Regions from separate parts of the Mus musculus genome. Here regions 1, 2, 3, 5 and 6 are each linked to region 4. A link is a contact called in public Hi-C, HiChIP or PLAC-seq and promoter capture Hi-C data. All regions are on one chromosome and are shown on one strand. Each heading gives the region's core, a stretch centred on a gene start, on an enhancer-like site or on the middle of the called end of the contact. The rest is flanking DNA. Distances are from core to core; before and after follow the strand shown.

What was found. Promoter capture Hi-C pulls out the DNA fragments that hold promoters and counts their contacts. A called contact is a pair of places that touch in the nucleus more often than the background predicts. HiChIP or PLAC-seq counts read pairs in DNA pulled down with a chosen protein or histone mark.
Region 1: a promoter capture Hi-C map of pre-B cells shows a contact between it and region 4. The contact joins the promoter of Dnase1l3 here to the promoter of Kctd6 in region 4. A contact is called at or near these places in 10 of 39 promoter capture datasets (the 3T3-L1 cell line, 3T3-L1-derived adipocytes, the C10 cell line and 6 more), 1 of 15 datasets of contacts at CTCF or cohesin (embryonic stem cells), 5 of 484 Hi-C or Micro-C datasets (CD8 T cells, muscle stem cells, regulatory T cells and 1 more), 5 of 115 datasets of contacts at active chromatin or transcription factors (embryonic stem cells, extraembryonic endoderm stem cells and large pre-B cells) and 2 of 9 other capture datasets (adipose tissue and liver).
Region 2: an H3K27ac HiChIP or PLAC-seq map of embryonic stem cells shows a contact between it and region 4, with 29 read pairs. The contact joins the enhancer-like site here to the promoter of Kctd6 in region 4. A contact is called at or near these places in 6 of 39 promoter capture datasets (the C10 cell line, the HPC-7 cell line, embryonic stem cells and 3 more), 4 of 484 Hi-C or Micro-C datasets (all in embryonic stem cells), 5 of 115 datasets of contacts at active chromatin or transcription factors (all in embryonic stem cells) and 2 of 9 other capture datasets (liver and pancreatic islet).
Region 3: a contact with region 4 is called in a Hi-C map of colorectal tumor organoids, with 4 times the contacts expected there. The contact joins the promoter of Oit1 here to the promoter of Kctd6 in region 4. A contact is called at or near these places in 1 of 484 Hi-C or Micro-C datasets (colorectal tumor organoids) and 1 of 9 other capture datasets (adipose tissue).
Region 5: a contact with region 4 is called in a promoter capture Hi-C map of hippocampal neurons, with 1.7 times the contacts expected there. The contact joins the enhancer-like site here to the promoter of Kctd6 in region 4. A contact is called at or near these places in 6 of 39 promoter capture datasets (the C10 cell line, the HPC-7 cell line, cranial neural crest and 3 more), 2 of 115 datasets of contacts at active chromatin or transcription factors (both in embryonic stem cells) and 2 of 9 other capture datasets (liver and pancreatic islet).
Region 6: a Hi-C map of the N1E-115 cell line shows a contact between it and region 4, with 4 times the contacts expected there. The contact joins the enhancer-like site here to the promoter of Kctd6 in region 4. A contact is called at or near these places in 10 of 39 promoter capture datasets (the 3T3-L1 cell line, 3T3-L1-derived adipocytes, the C10 cell line and 6 more), 13 of 484 Hi-C or Micro-C datasets (the MNK3 cell line, the N1E-115 cell line and embryonic stem cells), 13 of 115 datasets of contacts at active chromatin or transcription factors (embryonic stem cells, epiblast stem cells, extraembryonic endoderm stem cells and 3 more) and 3 of 9 other capture datasets (adipose tissue, embryonic stem cells and liver).

Annotation. Positions count from the first base shown.
Region 1 is chr14:7,991,614-7,995,471 of GRCm38.p6, forward strand. It overlaps Dnase1l3 (deoxyribonuclease 1-like 3), which reads right to left and starts at 2,569. Exons shown (of 8, transcript NM_007870.3): 1 at 2,217-2,569. The coding sequence starts at 2,372.
Region 2 is chr14:8,049,542-8,053,312 of GRCm38.p6, forward strand. It overlaps Abhd6 (abhydrolase domain containing 6), which reads left to right. Exons shown (of 9, transcript NM_025341.4): 7 at 33-87; 8 at 267-367. Among named protein-coding and RNA genes, the nearest start is that of Gm41094, 4.2 kb to the right of the region's middle. Within about 2 kb of position 2,505, at least 3 of the 459 cell types and tissues checked have an H3K27ac peak or open chromatin away from gene starts, as enhancers often do. A contact at or near this core is called in embryonic stem cells, where this site is marked.
Region 3 is chr14:8,376,195-8,380,534 of GRCm38.p6, forward strand. Oit1 (oncoprotein induced transcript 1) reads right to left here and starts at 2,569. Exons shown (of 10, transcript NM_146050.2): 1 at 2,363-2,569. Gm41095 (a long non-coding RNA gene) reads left to right here and starts at 2,911. Exons shown (of 3, transcript XR_874217.2): 1 at 2,911-2,947.
Region 4 is chr14:8,211,982-8,215,925 of GRCm38.p6, forward strand. Kctd6 (potassium channel tetramerisation domain containing 6) reads left to right here and starts at 2,100. Exons shown (of 3, transcript NM_027782.3): 1 at 2,100-2,361.
Region 5 is chr14:8,031,005-8,035,137 of GRCm38.p6, forward strand. The region is part of intron 2 of Abhd6 (abhydrolase domain containing 6); the gene reads left to right. Among named protein-coding and RNA genes, the nearest start is that of Gm41094, 23 kb to the right of the region's middle. Within about 2 kb of position 1,462, at least 40 of the 459 cell types and tissues checked have an H3K27ac peak or open chromatin away from gene starts, as enhancers often do. A contact at or near this core is called in hippocampal neurons, liver and pancreatic islet, where this site is marked.
Region 6 is chr14:7,958,446-7,962,680 of GRCm38.p6, forward strand. Gm45521 (predicted gene 45521) reads left to right here. Exons shown (of 2, transcript NM_001371278.1): 2 at 2,073-2,772. The coding sequence ends at 2,191. Among named protein-coding and RNA genes, the nearest start is that of Gm45521, 3.3 kb to the left of the region's middle. Within about 2 kb of position 2,491, at least 49 of the 459 cell types and tissues checked have an H3K27ac peak or open chromatin away from gene starts, as enhancers often do. A contact at or near this core is called in the MNK3 cell line, the N1E-115 cell line, epiblast stem cells and 1 more, where this site is marked.

The DNA of each region.
Region 1 (3,858 bases), core at 1,319-3,818, 220 kb before region 4:
ACATGCCTTTAATCGCAGCTCTCAGGAGGTAAAGCCAGGAGGATCAGAAGTTCCGGTCACCTTTGGTTACATAGAGAGTTTGACCAGCATAGGCTTCATAAGAAATACTGATAATATTCTTCTAACTCTCACTTCTTGTTTTACTTCTGTTTTTACTTTTTGTTTTGTTTTGGATTGTTTTCAGGGGAGGGTTTTTTTGGTTTTTGTTTTTGTTTTTTTATTCAAGACAGGCTCTACATAGCCCTGGCTGTTGTGGAACTTGCTCTGTAGACCAGACTGACCTGAACTTACAGAAATCTACCTGCCTCTGCCTTCCAAGTTTGGGGAGGCTGGAAGTGAAGGCGTGTGCCACCACTGCCCTGCCTAAACCCTAACTTGTAGCGTCACACAACGCCCTTCTCATGGCACACTTACACCACTAACCTGAATGCTCTGCTACAAAGAACGTTGCTTGCATTCTCTGGGCGGCAAATGTGTCTTTCTCCTTGATCCTCACAAGCACTAAGGATCCTGATTGAGCACCAGGTGTTTGGAGTCAACTGCCACTGTTCTGTTAGACGGCTCTGAGAGTTTGGGGAGATTGGCTTTGTGAGGATAGGATGAAGTTTTGGCAAAAGCTTTAAGCAGACCTCGTGGGACTCACTCAGCTCTGGGAAGAAGCTGTGTGGAGAACCAGAACCACCCGAGAACAGAACACAGCCCCCAAGAGTGTAGCAAAACTTTCAGGGTTGAATAAGTCAGGAATGTAGATAGGCACGTGGTCCCTGGGCCACGTGTGAAGATGCTGGGAAATAGTTTCCTTGCGTGTTAGATTTCTCCATTAAGCTGTGGTGTCAAAGTTCCCACTGGCTTAGCACAGCTGCCCTGCTAAAAACACATCCAGAGGTGCTTAGCTGTCACCTAAAGGGCATTGTCACCTGGGGCCCAGGACTATCTTGGCAGGAGCCCAGCAGGTCTTCTGCCGGACAGTAGCACAGCAGTGTCCTCCGCTGGGCTCAGCTTGCCTCAGGTGGGCTTCACCGACTAGCACTACCGGCCACACCCACTTTACGTGAAGTATCAGGAAGAGCGGGGACCTTGAGCTCCCTCAGCTGAGAGATGGGGTCTGAACCCAGGGCTGCTGGCACTTTCACCACACACTGGGACCTTTGGTGCTGCTGCTGTTACTGGTAGAGGTGGTGGTGGTGGTGTGTGTGTCATGTTGTGCTAAGATAGGGTCTTGTGTAGACCAGGCTGACCTTTAATCTACTCTACAGCCAACAATGACCTTGAACTTTGGACCCTCTTACCTGTACCTCCCCAGTACTGAGATTGCAGGTGTTGGACGCCATGCCTGGTTTGTGCAGGGCTGAGGATAGAACTCTGGACTTCATAAAAAGCAAGCATCCTACCAAAGGAAGCAAACCCCAATCCCACTCTGTTTTGTTTGTTTTTAAGTACTAGCCACCCCACAGAGTCCCAGGATCAAAACCCATGGGACAGAGAGTCAGTTGGCTCCAGAAAACTATAAGCAGCTTTCCCAGACAGGTCATATTGCCCAAGGACAGAAATATTCGTAAAGGGAGACAGAGCAGAACTGAGAGTTGGGGAATCAATGGGGGAGAGGGATGAAGGGATTAAAGGATGAAAGGAGAGAGACAGCAAGGGAAGAATGAAGAAGGGAGAAAGAGAGAGAACGCAGGAGGGAGGGGAGGAGGGAGGGAGAGAGCGCCAGGAGGGGGCTCCCCTGCTTCACCAAGATTATGAAGAGGAGGCAGGCAGGGCTGCCCCAGCTCCCTCACCACCAGCCCCTGGAGCTCCCCAGCACCTCATAGCCCTTCTGAGTTCATTCTCTTCAACAGCCCTTGCTTGAAAAGTTGACAAATGAGACTATGTATTTACAGTGACTGACACAGACATTCAGTATGTTCAATTAAAACCGTCAGAACAGCAGCCGGTACCTGGAACTGACTGCCAGCCAGACTCTGGCAAGAGCATCACATTTACCTGCTCAAGCAAACTTGCAACACCCCCGAGGGAAGCACAGATCCACCCAGTCTGAAGATGGAACAGAGAATACCCAGAGCTGAGTGATGATGGTAATGGAGTGACCATCATCATTAGCCACCTTCTAAGCCTGTCCTTACCTCCCCCTCACCTCCAGGGCAACTTCAGACCCCTGGAGTCCACAGCTGGGAGAAGGTGCGAGTGGTGTCCAGGACAGGAACATGACTCACCTTCACAATGATATCCATGGCTTCATGGTTTTCCTTCTTGCTCGCTCCAAAGGACCTCACATTGAAGGAGCAGAGCCTTAGGGCCAGGGTGTCATGGAGGGCAAGGATGAAGAGCAGCAGGGAGGCCAGGCGTGGGGAAGCTGGGTGCAGGGACATCTTTGCACTCCTGGGACTTCAGGCTGGATGAAGACAGTGCCTGGCTCACTGACTTATAAAGCAGGCTGATAACAGGAATTACTGGATCCCTCTAGGTCACTTTCACTTCTCTGAGGAACTCACCATCACGCGTTTCAATCCCCAAGGAAATGAAGGTAATGGGTTAGCCATTAGAGAGGCCTCTGGTTTTCTTGTCCTCATGAGGAAAACGTCATGCTGCATTTACAAACCAGCCTCCTTAAAAGCCACTCATAATCTCAGTGGGCAGGGGTGGGGTGGGGTTAGCTCTGATCTCTAGGCATGTCTCCTGTGGTAGCCATGGGCCTCTCCCTGAGAGTTGATGAGCTTGGCAATGTTCACACAGAAGGAACTGGACTGGTGGAGCCACCTGCTGGGGGACAAAGACCTGGTGAACAGTCACCACTGGACACATCTATGCAGTGTCTCCTTAGCAGTCCCCGTGGGTGCATAAGGTCAGGTTTAGTTTGAATTCAGTGAAGCAAGGATACCTTGGCATCTGAGGAAGGTGAGGTGGAGATCCCAGGAGCAGAAGCGTCACAGGCTGAGGCCCTCAGAGGCAGCAGAGATAAAGAGCCAGCAGGAAAGTCCCAGGGTGGGCAGGGCTGGGTCGTGTGACCCAAACAGGTGTTTCCAGTGTCTGACGCAGCTGTGCGAAGCAATGTGTGAGCAGCCAGACAGCAATCCTGCGACATGCACACACTACTGTGTCATCACATCTCATCAGCAGCTTCAGGCTTGCGGTGAGAAGCACAAGCTAACGTTGTGTAATTCTAGCAAAACTCATGTGTGTAAACCAAAGCACCAGGGATGGGGTGGTGGAGCCGCACCCACGTTCCAGATCCTACAAAGCTGATTGGCTAATACCACCGCTCTGACTGAAAACTCAAATTCTCCTGCAGCCATCTTCAGCGCCCTTTAAAGGCCACCCATTGCCAACACCTGTGCTTGACCTCACATCCTGTGACAGTCAGGTAAACCCCTGTTGGAATACATGGGCAGAGCCCTAGCTCCCTCTAACCAGGAATCCAAGAATGTCATCAGGTGGCAACTAAGGCCAATAACATGGGTTTTTCTGCTTTGTTGAAGCCACCTACCTGGTATTCCCACCAATGTTTTCTTTTGTTTTGTTCCTATAAAAACATCCTGAAACTAGGGGCTGTAGAGATGGCTCAGAGCTTAAGAGCACCGAATGATCTTTCAGAGGGTGCCAATTCAACTCCCAGCACCCACATGGCCATTCATCATGGTCTGGAACTCTAGTTCAAGGGGTCCTCTTCTGGCCTCCACAGACACCAGGCATGCACAGGGTGCCAGACACCCATGCAGACAAAACACCCATACGCATAAACAAGCAAACAGAACCCCAAGATGTTATCGTGTAGAAACTCAGTATCTGGGAAGCCTAAATTTATGCTTCTAGGCCACCATCATTCATATCTGGTTCTCTTAGTCCCTATTCTCTCAC
Region 2 (3,771 bases), core at 1,255-3,754, 160 kb before region 4:
GTGTTTTCTAACTTTGGATTTTTCACCCTCAGATCCTTCAAGGTCTTGTCGATGTTCGCATTCCTCATAACAGCTTCTACCGGAAATGTAAGTAGCCCCGCTCCACTTGCGGCTTAGTGGCTGGCTGCCTCGTAATCTGTAAACCTCTGTATTTGGAATGTTTTCTGGGCCCCTCAAGAAAGGAGATGGTGGCTTGGGCTTGAAGAAGCTCTGACTACGGAGACACCCGCATACTTAGACTCACTGTGTGTTTCTTTTCTGACAAGTGTTTTTGGAAATCGTCAATGAGAAATCCAGATACTCTCTGCATGAGAATATGGACAAGATCAAGGTCCCGACACAGATCATTTGGGGGAAACAAGACCAGGTATGTCACAGGACCCTATAGAAAAAAGCCAGTGGTCATCTTTAAAGCAAGCCTCCATGGTAGCCTTCTTATGTTGGGTGCCAGCGTCTGCCACGGCTCTCTGAGCTGAGAACAGTGATGGTTGATTTTTAGCATGAAAGGGAATTTGCTGTTGAGATAAGGTTTCTTTTACCATGTAGCCCAAGCTGGCCTCGTCCATGAGCTCCTCTTGGCTGCACATCCCAAACCTGGAATTGCAGGCTACCAGTGTGCAGCACTGGGCCTCGTTCATGCTAAGCCATCACTTTACCGTAAGCCATACTTCCAACCCTAATTTATCTGTCAGGTGCAGGGACATGGACCTGCATTCTGCTACCTACGAAGGTAAAGCAGAGTGCTCTGCCTCTGTGCGATGGTTCCTGCTGAGTTCAGGAAATGGCAGCCAACTTAGCAGTACAGGCCCTGTTTAAGTCAAAATTACCAAAAGCCATTCTGTCACATGAAAATCTAATCGTGTAAATTTGTGTCCTTTACTTCCAAATCTTAGTTCCTGTTTCCTTTACTTCCTTGCAAGATATCTGGAATTCTCTTAAGCCAGAAGTTGGAAACTTCCTGTGAAGAACCAAATAGTAAATAATTGTAGCTTTGCTCTCCACATTGTAGCTAGTCTCTGTCACATTCACTCAGTTCTGCTTGTGTGTAAAGTATCATAGGTGATATGTAAAGATATGACATGGCTGTGTCATAGGGAACCATTGTTTACAAAACCAGTTAACAACAGCAGGGACCATGGCTCAGAGGCAGAGCACTCAAGTAGCATGTGTGAGTGCTTGGTTCGATTCTTAGCACCATAAATCAAAGCAGAACAAAAGGCGGCTACTGTTTACCTGCCCTACTCCAGTTCACAAGCATACATATGTACAGTTCCAGGGGATCTGACACCCCATCAGCCTCCTCAAATGCCAGCCATGTGTACAGACATGTATGCAGCCAAAACATCTATACACATAAACTTTTAAAAATAAGACAAAAGCAAAAAAAAAAAAATACAAAGCATTCTTACCTTTACCATAATTCATCAGTTTTAGCTGCTTTATTGATTGAAAAATAGTTACTTAGATTTTGTTTGTGTATGTGTGGCAGGGTGGGGTGTGGGTGTGGGTGGTAGGCTCCCTTACTCACTGAGCCATCTTAGCATCCCTGCTTTATGGTTGCTGAGCTTGTGTGTAGTGGAGCTCCCCCTGGGCTCCCTGTCCACAGCCTGGTTCCAGAGCATTCTAACCACACAGGGTCCTCCCATTCATGGCTTGTATCGATGCCCATGCACAGCCGTGCCCTCTTTCTTTAACTTTGGCCTTTCTAGAAATTGCATATAAATGGTGTCATGTAGGCTACAGTCCTTTGCAGGTGGCCTCTGTCCCTGCAGCATGCTTCTAAGATTCATCCATACACAGCATTTTGGGTTGGTTGGTTGGTTTTTGTGTTTGTCTGATTTTTGGTGGTTGTATTGTTATTTGAGACAGGGTCTCACAATGTAACTCTGCTGTCCTGGAACCTATTCTGTAGTCCAGGCTGGCCTGGAACTCACAGAGATCTACCTGCCTCTGCCTCCTGGGCCTAAAGGCATGAGCCACCACTATCTGACACATAATTTTTTTTTTTCTTTTTACCACTGAGTATTTTTTTTATGGCACAAGTGTTCCAAGTTTTATTTACTAGCAATTTAAATTTTACATTTACAACATTGATTGTAGTGTCCCAATCTATTCAGACTACACAGAGTAATTTGCTTACATTAGGGTCCCTTGAACTTCAGAGTATATTTTCTGTGAACAAGAATACCCTTTCAGGACTGGAGAGATGGCTCAGTGGTTAAGAGCACTGACTGTTCTTTCAGAGGTCCTGAGTTCAATTCCCAGCAACCACATGGTGGCTCACAACCATCTGTAATGTGGTCCAATGCACTCTTCTTGTGTGTGTCTGAAGACACCTATAGTGTACTCATATAAATAAAAATAAATAAATCTTTAAAAACAAACAAACAAAAAAAGAAAACCCACCCTTTCATGTAACCAAAGCATTCTGGGAATGGAGGAGCCAGCCCACAGTCCATGTTTGTCATTTACCTCAGGTTGTGCCTCTTCACCCTCCTACCGCCCTGAGCCAGTACCCAGCCCAGGAGCTCCTGTTGGATGGCTGTCTTTATTCTCATTTAATTGGAGGCATTCTCTGGCTGGCTTTGTCATTCATTTGACAAGGTGTTCGACACATTATTTGGTTAGTTATTTTATAAAACACTCTTTAACTTGAGTTTCTCTGAATTGTCTCTTCACTGGGGATGGTCATTTTAACAGTCTCATCAGGCTGTTTCTAATAAGCAGGTTATAGACAGATACTTTGAAACCAAGAAGTTATCCTGCTCCTCAGAAACACCCCCATCCGCACCTGATTTATTGTCGTCTGTAATGATTCTTGACCAAAAAAGTCTTTCTTCATCCTTCTGAAGGACCCTGTAGTAGCTGGGTGTTACAAAGCCCAGGCCTTTGATCCCAGCACTCAGAGGCAGAGGCAAGCAGATCTCTGAGTTTGAGGCCAGCCTAGTCTACAGAGTAAGGATAGCCAGGGATACATAGGGAAACCCTGTCTCAAAAACAAAACACAACACAGAAGCGGACAGTGCTCATTCTATCCTGCTGACCATTTAGGTCCCTTTCAGTTTTGGACAGTAAGCAGCATTCCAGTGAGCATTGTGCATGTGTATTTGTGGACCATGATGCTCCATCTAAAGGATACAGTTTTGCATGTGAAGTCACCAGATCAAAAATCATATGTGCTCAAAGTTTTGATAAGTTTTGTCATATAGGCTTGCATTTGTTTCAGAGGGCTGCAGCAACTGTGGACCACAGCCTGGGTGGGGAGGCCTCAACCAACTGAGAGCAATGTATTATCTTTCAGTTCTAGGGGCTGCAAGTTCAAGGTCAGGGCATCAACAGGGCTGGTTCCTTCTGAGAGCTGAAGGAGACTCTTCTCCATGTCCCCCTAGCTTCTGGTGCTTGCAACCATCTTTGGCATCCCCTATCTTAGTCCCTGGATTCTACCTTCATCTCCCCGCGGCAGTTTGTGCGCGTGTGTGCGTGCACGTGTGTGCGTGCAAGTGTGTATATCTTGATCCACATCCTCCTCCCCCTACCCCCTTAAGAACACCAGCCATATTGGATTAGGGCTTCTCTGCTCCATTATGACATCATCTTAACCACTACATCTATAATGCACTATTCCAAATCAGGCAATGCCGACTTCAACTTAAGAATTTATGGGGCTACCATTCAGGTCACAGCCAGCTCTCCAAAGATGCAACAAGTTCATTCCGAGAAGCACATTTGTGGCTGCTTTTGAGGAATCATGCCTACCAAAGATTTTCCATA
Region 3 (4,340 bases), core at 1,319-3,818, 160 kb after region 4:
ACCTCAGGCCTAGACTAATCTGTTGAGTTCATAGCTTAATGAGCTATTAGAAAGTAGTAGACACTTTAAGAGGTGGAGCCTAGTTGAAAGGCATAGTTCATGAAGGTACAACCTTGAGGGGTTCATCATGTCTCCACCCCTTACCGTAATGCTTTCCCTTCTCGCTCTAGTCCCCATGAAGCCAGCAGCTTTGCCACATTGCATGAACCACACTGTGATGCCCTGCTACACCATGGTCCCTGATCCAATTAACAGCAATGGGATAAAAACATGAACCCAAATAAACCTTTCTTCTTGGGTAAGTTGAGACAGAAAACTGACCCATAAAATACATCTCTTGTAGGGTCATGGCCTATTTTATTCCCAGTCTTCTGCGTGACTCTTCAGATGGACTGTGAACTTCCTGAGATAGCTAAATGCCTTATGGCTTTTAGCCATACGCACCTAGTACCTAGGGTACAACAGGCACTGAACATCAATAAGAGCGCCAACCTGTGAGTTCACCTGCTCCACGCCAGCCCCATGGCAGGTGCTTGGCATTATTGACTTGGCTAATTTACACATGTAAGCCTCCAGGAATCTGCTAATGTGCCATTATTTTTGAAAAGATATAAACCAAAATACTAATTCCAACATATAAATGGATTGTGTTTATCTACCATAACACAGATGACTCATTCTTTGGAGAGAGAGAGGTTTAGACAAGTACAGAATATGAAGTACCTGGCCCAAGGTGACACGGCTGACCAAAAGGCCGAGGTGTGATCCAAATGCTGAGGGCACAGGAGCTCTCTCAGTGACTTTGGGTCTCTTGTCTGGTTTCTGGGGAGGAAACTGATTCAGAGTTCCCACCTGCCTTTGAGAGCTTCCAAAAGCAAAGGATTGGTATCAGCCATAGGAGGTTTCAGCATCTTCTCCAAGCAACAGTCAGTCAGTCCTCTTACTGGCTGTCCACACCTCCATCAGACACAGCTTTCACCCCAGGAGGAATGGCTGCTTCAGCCTAAGGAAGTGTTGCCAAGCAGTGACTTCAGATATCCTCCACCATGGAAAAAGTGCCAAAGAGTCCGTGAGCAGGTTAGGCTACTCAGCTCTGCAGATCCCCAAAGTCCTACTGGGATATAGCAAGCAACTGGGACAGCTTGCTGCCAAGGCCTAAGCTCAGAAAAGGCTATGTGAATGATACGCACGAGAGAAGGCTCCAAGCATAGCTCTAGGTGTAGCTCAGCAGACACAGATGGATCAACTGGCAAAGTCAAACCCTCCCCTACAACTGTGTTGAACCTGGATGGGACACCTCAAATCTCACTTCTGGTCTGCAGGGCCCCTAATTCCCACCTAATTCCACACTGCCTTAGCCAAATTAACCTCCCGAGAGAAGTCTGTTGTCCCTAACTCTCAGGCTATCTTCCCAACATGTAACAAAATTGATTTGATAATGATGGTCCCCCACAGGTTGTTTTTTGCTTTCTGGCCAAAACAATGGTGTGTTTACCTGCTCCACTGTGAGTGACCCATCTGCAGGGCCACTCCAGAACCAGCTGTATTACAGGGCACTGGGGCACAGTGCCTGGGTACAGCCTCTGCAGCCATTCTGCCGGGGAGAATGAAGGCTCTCTGGCCTCTGGCTCCCCTTCTCAGGAGCGGAGTAATAATGAGACCCAACCCCCCATGAAGAGCGGCTGGTGCTATTATCTGTTTCACTCATTCCTCCCACAGATGCCTAACAGGCAAGAGGTAACTAACGCTGAGCCAGGATGTTCAGCCCCTCATTCCCATTTCCCAGATGAGGAAAACATATCTTAGTGAGAGGAACTAGCTGGACAGTATGTTATCAGGAAATCTCACAAGACCACATACCTTTGTCATAACCTTTCAGCTCAACCTTTTCAGAGATAAATGACATTTGTGGCCAGAGAACATCCTGGCCTTATTCATTATTCAAATATTTGTGGAACTTGATGTTCATCTAGAATGTGTGTGTTTAGAAGCCCATATACGTAGGTGAATTCATACATGTGGAGATTCTCTGTGGTCTAGGGATAGCATCTACAGTGAGCTACAGTGGGTTTCAAATCCCAGGCTTTTGAACCCTAGATCTTATTTTTGTATTCACAGCAGACATAACTAATCAACATGGCCTGCACTGAGTGATAAACCAGCGTTCCCCTCTGTCAGCTGGGATTGATCCCTTCAGAGGCAGTCTCCTCACTGCAGCCTACAGTTGCGTTCTTTCCCTTTTCTGCTCTTGCTTTCTTTCTCAGGCTTGCTGCTTCTTCATCTTCCATCTTCCCTGCCTCTATCATTAGTTCAAAAATGTGGACCGAGAAGTAAAGCCCCCTCTGGTCTGGCAGAGACATACCTGAGGCTCAGGGCTCACTCTTCACTGCCTTCGCGTTGAAGAGGTGATGGATCAGCTGTTGATAGCTTGAGTCTTTAACCCAGCCAACTGCTTTTCTGGCCTGGCTGTTGAAGAGCAGCCTTCTGGTTCTTGGCAGGATGGGAGTGGTGCTGGTGCTGGTGCTGGTGCTGGTGCTGGTGCTGGCCCTCTCTAGCCGGCTGCTCTTAGATACAGCTGCCTAGAGGGAGTGACCAGCCAGGTCTTGGGCTCCTTGGGAGGGTAGCTACTTCCAGCCCTACCCATGCTGAGCGCTGCTTGGAAGAGATTTGCCATAAACCCTCCCTGCCTCGTTAAACACCTTACCAGGAAGGAGGAAGTTTAATCTAGAGCTCTCAGCAGAGGAAATGAGGCTAAAGTCTGGTAGGGGCTTGGGCAGGACTGTGCTTGTTTTCTTCCAAATACAGCAGCTCCAGCCTTCCCAGGTGACGCTTGGGTGCTAGCACAAACAACTTTGGAGCAGAACCCCCACCCCCCACCCCCAAATCAAATAATAAAACAAAACCACTCAAGCGGTGCTAAACCGTCCAGGGCCTGAGTGAGGTTGAGGTAGGTGTAGTGAGTCAGTGAATGGGCTTTCGAGGGCTCTGAGCCCACTGAGGGAAACGGGGGCTCTTGGGTCAACAGGGAGAGGAGGTGGCATGGGAGAAGGAGTCTGGGTTTGGGTTGGAGCACAGTGAATTATAGATTAAAATGGGGTGGATGGAGGAAGCAGGGAAAAGCACAGTGAAAGCGATATATGCCACTCAGGTTCACTGGGAGGGACTTAACATCCTAGGCTCTGTCACCAACATAGACTTACGTTCTTTATATATCTCTTTAGGATGCATTATTGTCCAGAAAGACCTTTGGTCCTTATACACTTGCGTCAGGGTGGGGCTAGGGCTTCCCCATCTGTTAACCCCAATTTCTTCCCAAAACGATGTGAGACCCTTTGGGATGAGTATCTTGGGACGTAAGGTACAGCAGCTGGTCAGGATATAAAGACAAATACCAGGAGATAGTGTCAGGGAAGAGCAGGGAGCAGTCCCTGGTGTGTGTGTGTGTGTGTGTGTGTGCATCTCAGGCCAGCAGAGTAGGGGAAGCTATGTGTTTATGTTCTGAATATTGTTGCTTCAGACACCTCATGGGCTCAGGGATGGGGGTGGGGGCACCTTCCTCAAAGCAAATAAACAAGCGAAGCATTTAAAATGGTGGCAAGGTAGAAACTTGTGCAGCTTGCAAGAAGCTCTGACTTCAGTGACCCCGGAAACTTCTAGCAAGAGGTGACATGTGAGGCAGCTTCTCTAAGGACAGAGCCTTGGGGATGCTGTGACAAGTGACTTGCAGGCTTGGTGGCTTCAAACATGTGTCTAGTGCTCACCTAGGATCAAGGTGCCAGCAGGCAGGGGCTTAGGCAGGAGCCTCCAGGGACTTCTTTCCTTCTCTACAGCCAGCACCTTTGCCACTTGCTGAGCATTCTTTCTTCCTTCTGTCCCTCAGTCACCCTCCATTCCCTCTTCCATCTTGAGGACTACCCCTGGGATGGCACTGGGCCCACATGGGTAGTCTGAATCATCCTGGCTTTCTTGAGACCAGCAGATGAATAAGTAAATTTAACCTTTGATTTTTTTGGAAACACTACATATTTACAGGTAGCAGAATTAAGACATGGGCCATGTATGGAGTCATTCTATACAAGCAGGGTCATAACTTATTTTGTGTATAGCATTTGCAACATCCTGAAAACATTACTATTGTATGGGCAGAAAAGGAGGCAGTCTCTTCCCTACCCATCATATCAAGAGAAAACATTTATTAGCATGCACGTGCATACTGGAGCTAGCCACAACTTGAGAATTTGCAGGGTCAGAATGTAATGTTCTCATAGGAAAGAGGAACATGGGGTTGGGGTGGGTGGTACCGGTGAGGAGGTGCCTCCCTGCAGACACAGACAGCCTGC
Region 4 (3,944 bases), core at 850-3,349:
ATTGCAAGCAAAATATATAAATTTTTAAATACACATAATTTTTGAGAAAATCTTTTGCAAAAGTTACTAACATTTGTATCCTGTTGCCTTGGAATACCATGTTCAATGGTTTAGTCATCAAAGTTTTTGTCTATGTGTACTCCTTTAAAAAAAAAATCAATGTTAGTAGGGGCTGCCGGGGGGTGGGGGGGGAATGGGAGGGTGGGTGAGGAAGTGGTGGCGCACGCCTTTAATTCCAGCACTTGGGAGGCAGAGGCAGTCGGATCTCTGAGTTTGAGGCCAGCCTGGTCTACAGAGTGAGTTCCAGCACAGCGAGGCTACACAGAGAAGACTTGTCTCAAAACAAACAAAAAAATAGGGAAAAAAAAATCAACATTGGGGTACTGTATGTATTAAAATCAACATTGGGGTGCTGTATGTATTAAAATCAACATTAGGGTACTGTATGTATTAAAATCAACATTGGGGTACTGTATGTATTAAAATCAACATTGGGGTCCTGTATGTATGATTTTGTGTCCTGATTTGCAGGAGCATATTCCCATATTCTTTTTAAAAAGATTTATTTATTATTATACATAAGTACACTTTAGCTGACTTCAGACATACCGGAAGAGGGCATCAGATCCCATTACAGATGGTTGTGAGCCACCATGTGGTTTCTGGGATTTGAACTCAGGACCTTCGGAAGAGCAGTCAGTGCTCTTACCCGCTGAGCCATTTCTCCAGCCCTATTCCCATATTCTTAATTAGTTTGTATCCTTGCTTAGATGTCAATGTAGCCGTCCATTGTGTTGAAGTCCACATTGCTTATTTAACCTATCAATTTGATTTTTGGAGAAAAAATAGAATATTAGATGATGATCATACATATAAAAACTAGATTTCAGAACCACCTCACAAACATGCAGATGTGTAAACCAGGTAAGTTTCTGTTTTGTTCTTTTGAGAAAGGGTCTCGTTATGTAGCCTCATCTGTCCTAGAGACTAGCTATGTGGGCCAGGCTAACCTAGAGCTCACAAGAGACCCACATGCCACTGCCTCTAAGTGCTGGCATTAAGGATGTGCACTACTTTTACTATGCCTGGCCCAGGTGAGTTTCTAAGGCCAGTGGCTTTTCACCCATGTAGAAGTGGATTGAGATCTGGCTAGCTAGAAGTGGTGGCTTTTGCATCTTGTCTATGCATGGAATCCAATTAGCCCTGCAGCCTTGATGTCCTTCCTGAAGGGACATTACCCTTGCCAGTCCCATCCAGACTAAGATCCTCAGAGGTATTACACAGGATGACGTTAGTTAGCTCTGCCCTTCTAACTGGCTGCTCTTCTCTGCCTAAAAGGCTGGATCGGTGGTCCCTCTAAGCCATTACTTTACAGAATGGCCTGCCTTAATATATAAGGCCAGGAGTCTTATATATTAATACATTAATAATATTAACTACATTATTATGTATATATTAATATAATATAATTACATCAATATTAATAACATTAAATGTATACTAATATTTTATATATATCAGATCGTCACATCTTCCCTTATTCTCCAAGGCAGCCTTCTTTTTTTTGTTGTTGTTTTTTCAAGACAGGGTTTCTCTGTGTAGCCTTGGCTGTCCTGGAACTCACTTTGTAGACCAGGCTGGCCTCGAACTCAGAAATCCACCTGCCTCTGCCTCCGGAGTTCTGGCGTATGCCACCAAGCCCGGCCAAGGCAGCCTTCTTATTGGACCGCTCTCACCAGGATTCGAACTTGTCTTGTGTGTGTCTACTGGCTGCTTTTTTGAGTCTTGAGACGCGCCTCGGTCTGGGTGGCTGCTCTTCTCTCTAAGCCCTGCATGCGATGAGGTCTATCGACTTAGTGAAAACAGCTGAGGAGAAACAGTTGCGGAGAAGGAGTCCTGGGCAAGCAGGGAAGAGACTGCTGGCGGCCAGGAGGAGAGGCTGAAAGCGGAGGGGGAGTTAGGGGCGTGGCCTGGGCGGAGCTCCGCGCGGGAGTCCTGGGCGGGGCGGGGATAGGAACGGGACGGAGGCGGGGCTTCGGGACTGCTGCAGAGCCCGCCTGACCACGCCGCCCCGGCAGCGCCCAGAGTGCCCGCGGCGATCCGGCTTCCCGGCCTTCGCCCCGCGCCGCCGATAGGGGGCGTCCGCGTTCTCGGCGCCGCGACTCTGCTGAGAAGGCGCCGCCCGCGCCGGGCAGCTGGAGCCGCAACTCCGGGCTCCGGCTCACTCGTCCCCTCTGCCGCCGCCGCCGCCGCCGCCGCCACCGCCGCCGCTGCCGCCGCGGGGCGCGGGCTCGCTCGTCCCCGCGCTCGCGCTCTCGGGCCGCCGGCGTCTCCCGGCCGGGTCGCCTCCGCGCTCGTGCAGTGAGTGGGGCGCGAGCGGGGCCTGCGGGCCGGGGCTGCGGGAAGTCGGGCTGAGGAGAACGGCGGGTGGCGGCCGCGCGTCCCCGGGCTGGCACGAGCCCGCGGCGGGGCCTGGGCGGGGAAATCGGGGACGCGCGGCCGCCTCGGGCTTTGGGCTCCGGCTCGGGTTCGGGGCTCGGTGCGCGTGGCCGGCCGGGCTTGGCTTGCGGGAGACCGCGGAGTAGGGACCAGCGGGCTCTGCGGGGCAAAGGGTTGGTGTTTTGGGGAGTGGTGTTTATTAGCCGCCACTGCCCTAGTTTAAAGCTCTGCTTTTTGGGTTTTGTGCACAAATTGCAGCTTTTTACCGGAATTTTGGGATGTCACGGCGATTTAGTGCTGGGTGTTAAGAGGTGATCCTTGGCGAGGTCGTGGGGAGCCCCTGCAGCACCTGCTGGGCGATGGCAGCGGAGGCTGTGTCTGGGGGTGGGACGGGGAAACGAAACGTGACTGAGATCCTGTTTGGATATTCTGCTGAAGTTGTCATGTTTCTGTTCTGTACACCAGTACATACAGCAAGTTGATAAACCTGGTTTCAGGATTTCGTGATGCAGACAAATAGACCGATGTGACCTGGTTTAGCTAAGAATGTCTGGGATAGCCCAAACAACCTGCTCCAATGTACCCCCCTTGGCAGGCTCATCTTTTTCGCTGTTGCAGATATTCTAGTATGGGAATAATGGTGGGGTATTACAGGCCCAAAGCCAGAAGTGTTTCAAAAGAGTAAAGATCTAAGTAGGTAGGGTGGGAGAATCACCCTTTGGATGAAAACCAGGAGCCCACACGGATTCTTAGTTTTTTGTAATACCGTAGGTAGAAAGATGGCCATAGAATTTGAAAATTTTTAAAGTGTATTTTAGCTGAAGCAATAGCGTGGAAAGCAGTCTTATGGTCACTCCTATGATCCATCGTCGCATCCTGGATTTTAATAGTTGGGGTCTATTTTAAACGGAACACGTATGTGTGTCTTCTGCTTTATCTTGAGACAACCCTGAGTCATGCTTTCTAGAAGTCCCGAGAGCTCACGTGTCTGTTTGTCTCTGCGAACGCTGGACATCATTTTACCTTTAGTTTTTCTCACGGCAACTGCGGTGGGATCTCCGGGAAAGGAGGGCCAGGGACGGGACAGAGTGGGAACACAGATTGGTCCTAACCTGCATGTTCGCCCACCGTGTCTGACTTACCTATTTAAATTTTGGTGATGCTGCGAGTAGTAAAGGGCGGTCTACTCAGGTTCTCACAGCCCTCTGCTGGCATGCTGCACGTGAATCCAGAGCGCCACTCCTCACTGCCCTGTCGGCCAGTTTTACCTCCATTGTGTTTAAACGGTGTGGTTACTTTTGGGAAGGTCATAATACCCATTTTGGTGGAAACTGAGGGAAAGTAGAATTTTATGATTTGTGACTCTGACAGCACTTAAGCTGGAGAGTATATATTCTTCTGGTTTGATACTGTCAGAAGATTCATAATTTCTTGTAGGACTTTCTCCCTTTTTGCCTACATTTCCTTTCTTCTAGCCCACGAGGTTGAGAGAGGGGTTTAGTTAG
Region 5 (4,133 bases), core at 212-2,711, 180 kb before region 4:
ACAGATGCCATTATTGTTAAATGAGTGAGCTTGAAGCAGAGAGTGCAGTTTGCACATGTGGACTAATAACATGGATATGGTTGCATGAAAGTGTATACAGTTGAATGGTTATGTTGTAGTTGTAATTTTGTATTGTCATGACATTCGAGATCTTTTCTATCACCCCAAAGTTCACACTAAATAAATGTGTGATCCTCCTGCGTCAGCCTTCCCAATGCTGGGATTACAGGCTTGTGCCACCAAGTTCCATGTGCGCTGCCTCGGGGGTCAGTTCTTGTTTTGTTATTATGGTAGAATGATCTTTCATTGTAGCCACTTGGTGTCAAGAGGATTTGCACTTCCCAAACCCCTGTTGAGGGTCCAGTCCCAATGGAATGGCATTAAAAGGGCTGTAAGAGGGCATTCGATCATTTAGAGAAATCAGTGCTATTGTGCTGAGATTGGACATGGCAGTTGGTTGCTGGAGGTCAAGGCAGCACCCCATACTTTGGTTTGTTTTTAGTGTGTGGCCCTTTGACTTCTTGTCATGAGTTGAACCAGCAGAAAACCTTAACCAAAAGCCAAACAGAAGTCACACCAATGGTTGGGACTTTCCAGTTTCTAGAACATCAGTTTTCAACCTTTCTAGTGCTACAACCCTTTAATACAGTTCCTCGTGCTGTGGTGACCCCAACCATAACATCACTTTTGTTGCTATGTCATAACTGTAATTTGGCTTACTGTTATGGATCACAATGCAAATATCTGATATGCAGATTGTCTGATGTGCAACCCCTGTGCAAGGGTCATTCAAGCCCCAGGTAGAGAGAGAATCACTGCTCTAGAGCCATCAACCTGAATAAGCCTTTCCTTTACAAATTACCCAGGCTTCAGGTTTTTGTGATAGAAGCAAAATAACAAGGATAGTGTGATTATACCATATTTTGGTTATCCCTTGGCTGTTGATGAACACAGGTTGTTCCCATCTTTGGCTCTTCACTTGTAACAGTTCACTTTAATCAGCAAATGATACCATCAGAAGCCAGAGACCCCATTGAGCAGAGCCGTTAGTCCTTTGTTGGTGTTCTGTATGACTGAATGGTGTCTTAAAGTCTGACTGCCCGTCACCCAGCTCTAAGCAGTGGCCAACAACAAACACAGTGCTCGTTGTTGCATGAACTCAGACTCATAGCCCAAAAGGAGACTCAGCTAGTTGAAAAGGGTGAAAATCCTGGAATACTTTCAGATCACAGACTCACCAGATGGCAAGGTGACATGAGGGATTGAGATTTTAGTAACGGCTTCTGATGCCATCCCAGAGAGCTGTCAGAAGCCCTGGGAGTAGCTTCCTCTGCTTCACTGAAAAGCACAGCCTGTTTCCTCCTAATCTCCCCGCTGCAAGCGGCATTTGCACAGTGCCGTCATTGGAAGTACAGCTTTCCCACGCATCACTTACACCCCCTAATCACGCTGTTCCAAAGGCCATCGTCTGCTTGGCTGCCTGTCGTGATGACCAGTGAAGTTGCTAACCTGGCTGGGCACTCAGGTGACTTTTCAATATTGTCACACAAATAGGAACAACAGATTCTAGAAGTCGCCCTGTGGCACACACATCCCAGCTGTCCTGCTGTTTGGGCAGAAGGGCTTGAAATCACTGGGCATCTTGACTCCCTCTAGGATCTGCCCAGCTCAAGGACCAGAGACTGATGTTCTCTGTAGGCCATAGCTAGTCTTCTTGGCAGCTCTCTCTGGGTCTGAGTATTCCTGGGGCATGGCCAACCGATCTGACAGTGTCATAGGCTCCTGCAGAAGTGACAGATGTTTCCCCATGAATCAGCAGAGGGCACAACTGTGCGCTGTGGCCATGCTGTGTGATGGGCCCTGTTTCTGGTTTCCACTGCAGAGTGGAAATAACAAGACTGGTCTCACAATGGAAAAGGCTGAGATTTTCTAAGCTTCCTATAGAAAGCTTGATCATGAAATTGAGGTTAGGAACCATACCAAATCATTTGGTTATATAAATAAAATGTAAACAAAGAATGAGAATTAAAAATAAAAATATAAATCCTGTTTGCAGATGACAGGATTATATACATAGGAAATCTGGGGGAATCTATAGATAATTAGAAATAATAGGGAAGTTTAGAGTCCAGGTAGGAAGATGGTTCAGTTGGTATAGTGCTTACCGTAAGGACCTGAGTTCCAATCTCCAGCATCCATGAGAAAATCTGGGTGAAGCAGCACACATCTATAATCCTTGTGTTGAAGACGCAGAGATGGGAGGATTCCTGGGCTGCTGCCCACTAATCTAGCCAAATCAGTGAGCGTTAGATCTAGTGAGAGACTATGTTTGTTGAAAAATACAGAGGAAAAACAATTGAGAAAGACATCTGGTGTCCATCTCTGGCCTTCACAAGCACATACACATCTAAGAACATACACAAGCACACACACAAGCACACACACAAGCACACACACAAGCACATACTCAAGCACATACACATCTAAGAACATACACCTACACACATGTACAGATGTGCATACAAACTCCAGACGTGAGTTTGATTACATTGCTGAATACAAGATCAATAACTAGGGCTAGAGAGAAGGCTTATTGGTTAGGAGCACTTGTTCTTGTAAAGGTCTTAGGTTCAATTCCCAGCACCCACATAATGGCTTCCAACTATCCTTGACACCACCAGTTCCAGGGGATCCAACAGGCATACACATGGTACACATACATGCATGCAAAATATTGATATACACAAAGTAAATATGTGAATCTAAAAAAAAAAATCAATAACCAAAAATCAATGGCATGCCCAAATACCGGAAACAAACAAATTAAAATTTTAAACGTTACTACTTACTTTAGTGTCAATAACTCTTAACTACCCGATAATAAATCTAAAGAATAACATGGGAGCTAAGAAGATGGCTCAGCAGGTAAAGGTCCTGACCACACGATGCTGTTGAACTGAGGTGGTTCCCTGGAAACCAGAATGGAAGCAGAGAACTGACTCCCGAAAGCCCTCTGACATTCATATTCTCATGGTGGCATGTGCGCACACAAATAACAATAATAAATTATAAATATTAAAGGTAACATTCCCCTCGGCCCCTTTAAAAAAAGAACATAAAAATGTTCTACATAGAAATATAGAAAGTAGCCAGGTATGGTGGCACATGCCATTAATCCCAGCACCTGGGAGGCAGAGGCAGGCGGATTTCTGAGTTCAAGGCCAGCCTGGCCTACAGAGTGAGTTCCAGGACAGCCGGGGCTTTACAGAGAAACCCTGTCTTGAAAAACCAAAAAAAAAAAAAAAAAAAAAAAAAAAAAGAAAGAAAGAAAGAAAAAGAAATATAGGAAGTAGCCATGAAAGGTAGTTGGTGATCTCTAATTTGACAGGCTATACTGTGTTTATGGGTTGAAAGATTTTCTTCTTGTTAGAGATATTTTTATTCAGTGGACCCTAAGTTAAGTGGCTAACCATCTCAAATCCTAATAGGTTTTACTAACAGCATTCGATGAGCAGTGAGCCAGTTAGGTTTTTGTCAACTTGACATGAACTAGGGTCATTCATGAAGAGGAAACTTCAGTTGAGAAAATGCCTCCATTAAATTGAGATTTTCTTGACTAAGGATTGATGGGGAAGGCTCAGCACAGTGTGAGTGGTGCCATCCCTGGGCAGGTGGTCCTGGGTTCCATAGAAAAGCAGACTAACCCGGCTAGTGAGCAGCTGCCTCTGGCTCCTTCGTGGCTTCTGCTTTAGTTCAGGCCTCCGGATTCCAGCCTTGAGTTCTGCCTTGGCTCCACTCGATGAACTGTGACCCAGACCCTGTAAGACAAATAAGCCCTTTCGTTTCCAAGTCACTTTTGTCATGGATCTCTATCACAGTAATGGAAAGTGAATTAGGGCAAGCAGATTCTTTGATAAGTTTAGAAATGTTTAATTTTTATATGATCTTTCAAGTTGGCAAAAAATAGCACTAGCCTCATTTTACAAATAAGACTAATGAAGTATTCTAGATTAGAACTGACCTGTTTTCCACAAGAGGCAGGATGGGATGAAATTAAGGTGTTTTGTCTACAGTTTTAATTTTTACTAGCATGTGTCATCTATAACAGTTAGGGTGAGTTTCATTGTGACAGA
Region 6 (4,235 bases), core at 1,241-3,740, 250 kb before region 4:
ACTGAGTGGCTGTGAAATGAATGAATGGATATGGACATGTCAAGCATGGTGGTGCATACTTGTAACTCAAGCACTCAAGAGACAGAGACCGATCAGGAGTTCAAAGTCAGTCTCAGCTCTGCCTGGCCTGAGCCAGAGTTACATGAGACCTGTCCCAAAACACCCTCAAAACCGAAACTAAGTGTGAACAAGAAAACAAGGCCATTGTTTGGAATGGGTTTGGGGAGATCCCACATCCTGATTCTACTTCTTCTGGACAGGGTGATCTCATGAAAATGTTCTCTTCTCAGGCCCTTGGTTTCTATATCCGAGAAATGGGAATAGCCTGTTTCCTTTTGTCTCAGCATTTTGGAGAAGTTGTATGGGAAAGTACCTGGGACAGGAATTGAGATCACAAAGCCCTGTGCCATGTGACCTCTGTGGAGTCCTCCTGGGACAGCCCACAGAGTTAGAGCAGGATTCTGAATCCCAGCTTCCCCTTAGAGCAATCAGGCTGAGAAGGCAAACTCAGCCTGCACTGGAAGGCTGCTTTCTTGGTTCATTTGACAGATTCCACTGAGCAACTGATGTATGCCAGGCACTTTGACAGGCTCCCTTCATAGACGGCAGATAAGTAGATACATGCTGTAGTGGCAGGCACAGCCACGGTGTGAGGTGGGTTTTCTTTTTAGTCCTTTACTGGGCATAGGAGTCAGTTGTTAAAGCTAGGGGTGGAATCCCAGGGCACTTACACATACTAGGCCAGTGCTCCGCACCTGAACCGTGGCCAAGCTCCCAAAAAGGTGCTGATGCTGCTGGTCTGTGAACCACACTGACTATAAGCGTAAGAGTTAACTCAGGATATGGTGGTCAGGACTGGGAGGCTACCCTGACAGACAGTTTAAGGAAGGCCCACTACAGAGTCCTGTCCTAGGTAGTGAGTTTGCACAGTTCTCTTCCAAACAGGACTTGACTTCTTCTATTCACAGAGAGCATCTATCTCAGTTTAAGTGCCAAGGGTCTTCTTCCCCTGCTCTGCCTCACAGGCCCATGCTCGCTGTCTGTGAAGCCACTGTGTTGGTAGGCTTTGCAAACACACACACGGGATACAAAGGTAACATACTTTTGTATGAGAGTACAGTAGCTTCGGTATGGAGCATGCGCTAAAGACTATTCACGAGTAGCTGCAGTCTAAGTGTGACTGGACAGCCCATGCTTTCTTTGGCAACCCAGACTTGAGAATATAATCCAACACCAGCCACGCTGGTAGCCTGATTCTGAATGCTCCCTGGCTGCTAGGCTGGTGTTGGATTACAACCAGAAGGCAGACCATCGGCCGCTTAAGCCCACAGTTGCTCCAAAATCTCTAGAACATTCCATAAGCCTCCCCTTACATCCTGAGCCCAAACTCAATTCAGGTGTCACCTTGGAAACAGATGCCAGACCTTCTGCTGACTGATACTGTCCCCTACCCTAATTATAAAGTAAGCATCCCAGGGGGTTCAAAGAAGATTCAGGGACATTATCCAGGTCCCAGCTGGGTCAGTCAAAAATTCCCTTATGTGTATATAAAGCAGCAGCCTGATACCCCATACACAGTAAGTGCTCAATAAAGTGGTGACAAGCATAGTTATTAGTGTTATTATTATTATTATTATTAAATTATGACCATTGTTATTGGTTCACCAGGCAGAATTTGCAGTGGTGGGCATCTGGGGAGCTAGCTTGGCCTTGGGCAGCCCCTAGAGATCTTTCTGTACAGTGGAATGAGGGACAGTCCTGACAGTAGCAGGAATAAGAAGCATGGTAAGTGAGCTTAGGGTTGGGTGACCAAAACAGATCTTGGCCAGAGGCCTGTGTGAGGTCTTGAGTTTCCACCATGCTGTGCAGCCTCTAGCTGTTGGATCGTAAGGAGTTTTGAACATCCTCAGGAAAGGGCTCGGGACATTGAAAGGCAGTGGCTATTCCTGAGTGACAGATGACATGCCCCCCGTTTAACAGCACATCACTGCTGACCCCCAACCATATGGGGGGAGGCACTAGCAGGAAAGTAGTGGTGACCCTTGTTCATCCAGGCCTCTGCTGTGTTCTAGGGGATTTCATGAAGGACTACAGGACACCGGCTCATGCCAAAACTCATCCCATCACAAAGTCATTTTACATCAAAAATGGCGTTTTCCCTAACCCTCGGCGATCAGATGACATCATGTGACTTGACTTGGAAAAGGCCTCAGCGGCTCCTTTCCCCCTGTCATCCATCTGGACCAGCCAGATGGGAGAGATTTCGGCCCAGCCCTACCTCACTCCATGTTCTGCTGAGCCCCGCCTCCTTGAGTGAGATGGACCTGAAGAAGTGACCACGGGCATACACCTCTGGGGTGTACTGTCATCCTATGTTGGGGCTCCTGTCTACACACAGAGAACTCCGCTGCTTGCAAAGCTGCCGCGTCCTACCATCCGTCACTAGCAATGCTGTTTCTTTTCCTGGGGTGATCCAATGCTGCATGAGCAGGCCTGGACAGAGGAGGCGCTTGTGAGCCTGCAAGGTACGTAGGCAAGCACCAATCTCTTAGGCTATTCTTCTGCATTAGACTGATGGAATCTACAGCAGAGTTGCTCTGTCCCGGTGTGTCCTACAATTCAGGGAAGAACTTGCCATCTCCTCTGGCTGCTTCCCTCACCCCTCAGAGCCTGCATCGTTCAGAGGTGCTCTGCTTCACATGCTGCAACAAGCAGCTCCTAAGTCCCAACTCCTAAACAAATAAACATAACATGTTTTTTCTCTTCCCCACACTCATTAACGATGTATTTGTCCCAGCCTAGCCCTGTATGATGCTGAGTAGCTGCTCATCCTGGGAGACGTTGTCCCCTATCTGGTGGTGGCTCCGCCAATGACTCAGACTTCAGAATCCTTTTTAGAGTCCTCTGTGTCCAGTGGAAAGGGAAGAAAGATAGGGAGTGTAGAGACACTGGGATCGTGAAAGGTTTCTGTTCACTCGATTTTCCGGAGATAAAGGTTCATGTAGAGTTCAGGTTGGCCTGGAACTCTTGCCTGAAATTCTCATGGCTCCCATGCCTGACATCAGACGTACTCTCTTCACCACCTTGGCCTTGGCCTGGCACTGACAAATGTTGTTACTAACCCTCACATTCTATTAGTGAGAATAAGTCATGTGACTGCTAGATGGGTGACAGCTGGATTGTGTCCTATTGCCATGAACCCCGAGCAAGAATAAAGAGAAAGGACTTCCACACATCTAATCCGTGTCTGCCACACCTGACCTGTCCCTGGGTTGTCCTGGAGCCACAGCTGTGATCTAACTTCTCATCAGATCTTCGTTCCCTGCTGTATCCATTCTCCTATGCTATGAAAATCTGGGAGACTTCAGACAATAGAAATTTATTCTGTTGCTGCTCTGGAGGCTGGAGATCCAGGAATCGAGGGATCCCACGGGGCCTGTCTTCACAAAACCTCTATCGTATAAGGATATAAGCATGTTGGACCAGTGCCCAGACCTCGCTAGATGACCTCACTTCCTAACCACAGCATCAATGACCTGTTTACAAATTGGATGATTTGGCAAGACACTCTCAGTGAAGACTGCAACATCCCCAGAATTCAGCCCAGCACACCTGCCTTCTGATCACCAGTCCTTATTGGTCCAGTATGGATGGGTCTTCCTCTTTTTGCTTGGAAAGCACTCCTAAACACAATCCCAGACATGAAAACTGTGCCCCATGGAGTCCTGGCAGCCACTGGTGTCCACAGTACCTCTCTGCTTAGGAGGCATCCATAGGGAGCAAGCCCAGACCTGCACATAGCTCTTTGCACAACCATGACATTTACAACTTTGCATTGTGAAGTCGGGGCATTGTGGTACTCTCCAATCTAGTTAAAAAGGCCGACCGTCAGTCTGAAGAGAGTGAACTGGACAAAGGAGTCTCTCAGGAGCCACCTCCAGAGGACTCTCCAGCCCTTTACAGATTTGTTCCTTTACCCTGACATTTTACAGACAACTCACTCTTGAAAATATTGAATAAACGAACTTAATCTGGTTTTCCCTAATCAGACTTGAGTGAGAGAGAACAAAAAACAGACAGTGTGCCCAAGGACCAGAGTGGAAATTTGCTGTCCTGGGACTCACCCAGCAGCCTGACGTGGCAGAGTTGCTGGGAAAACACCTGCTGAATTTACTCAAACACCAGCAACCACTGGTCTTACTGGAGTCATTGGGGCCTCTGCTGGGCTCCTGGGA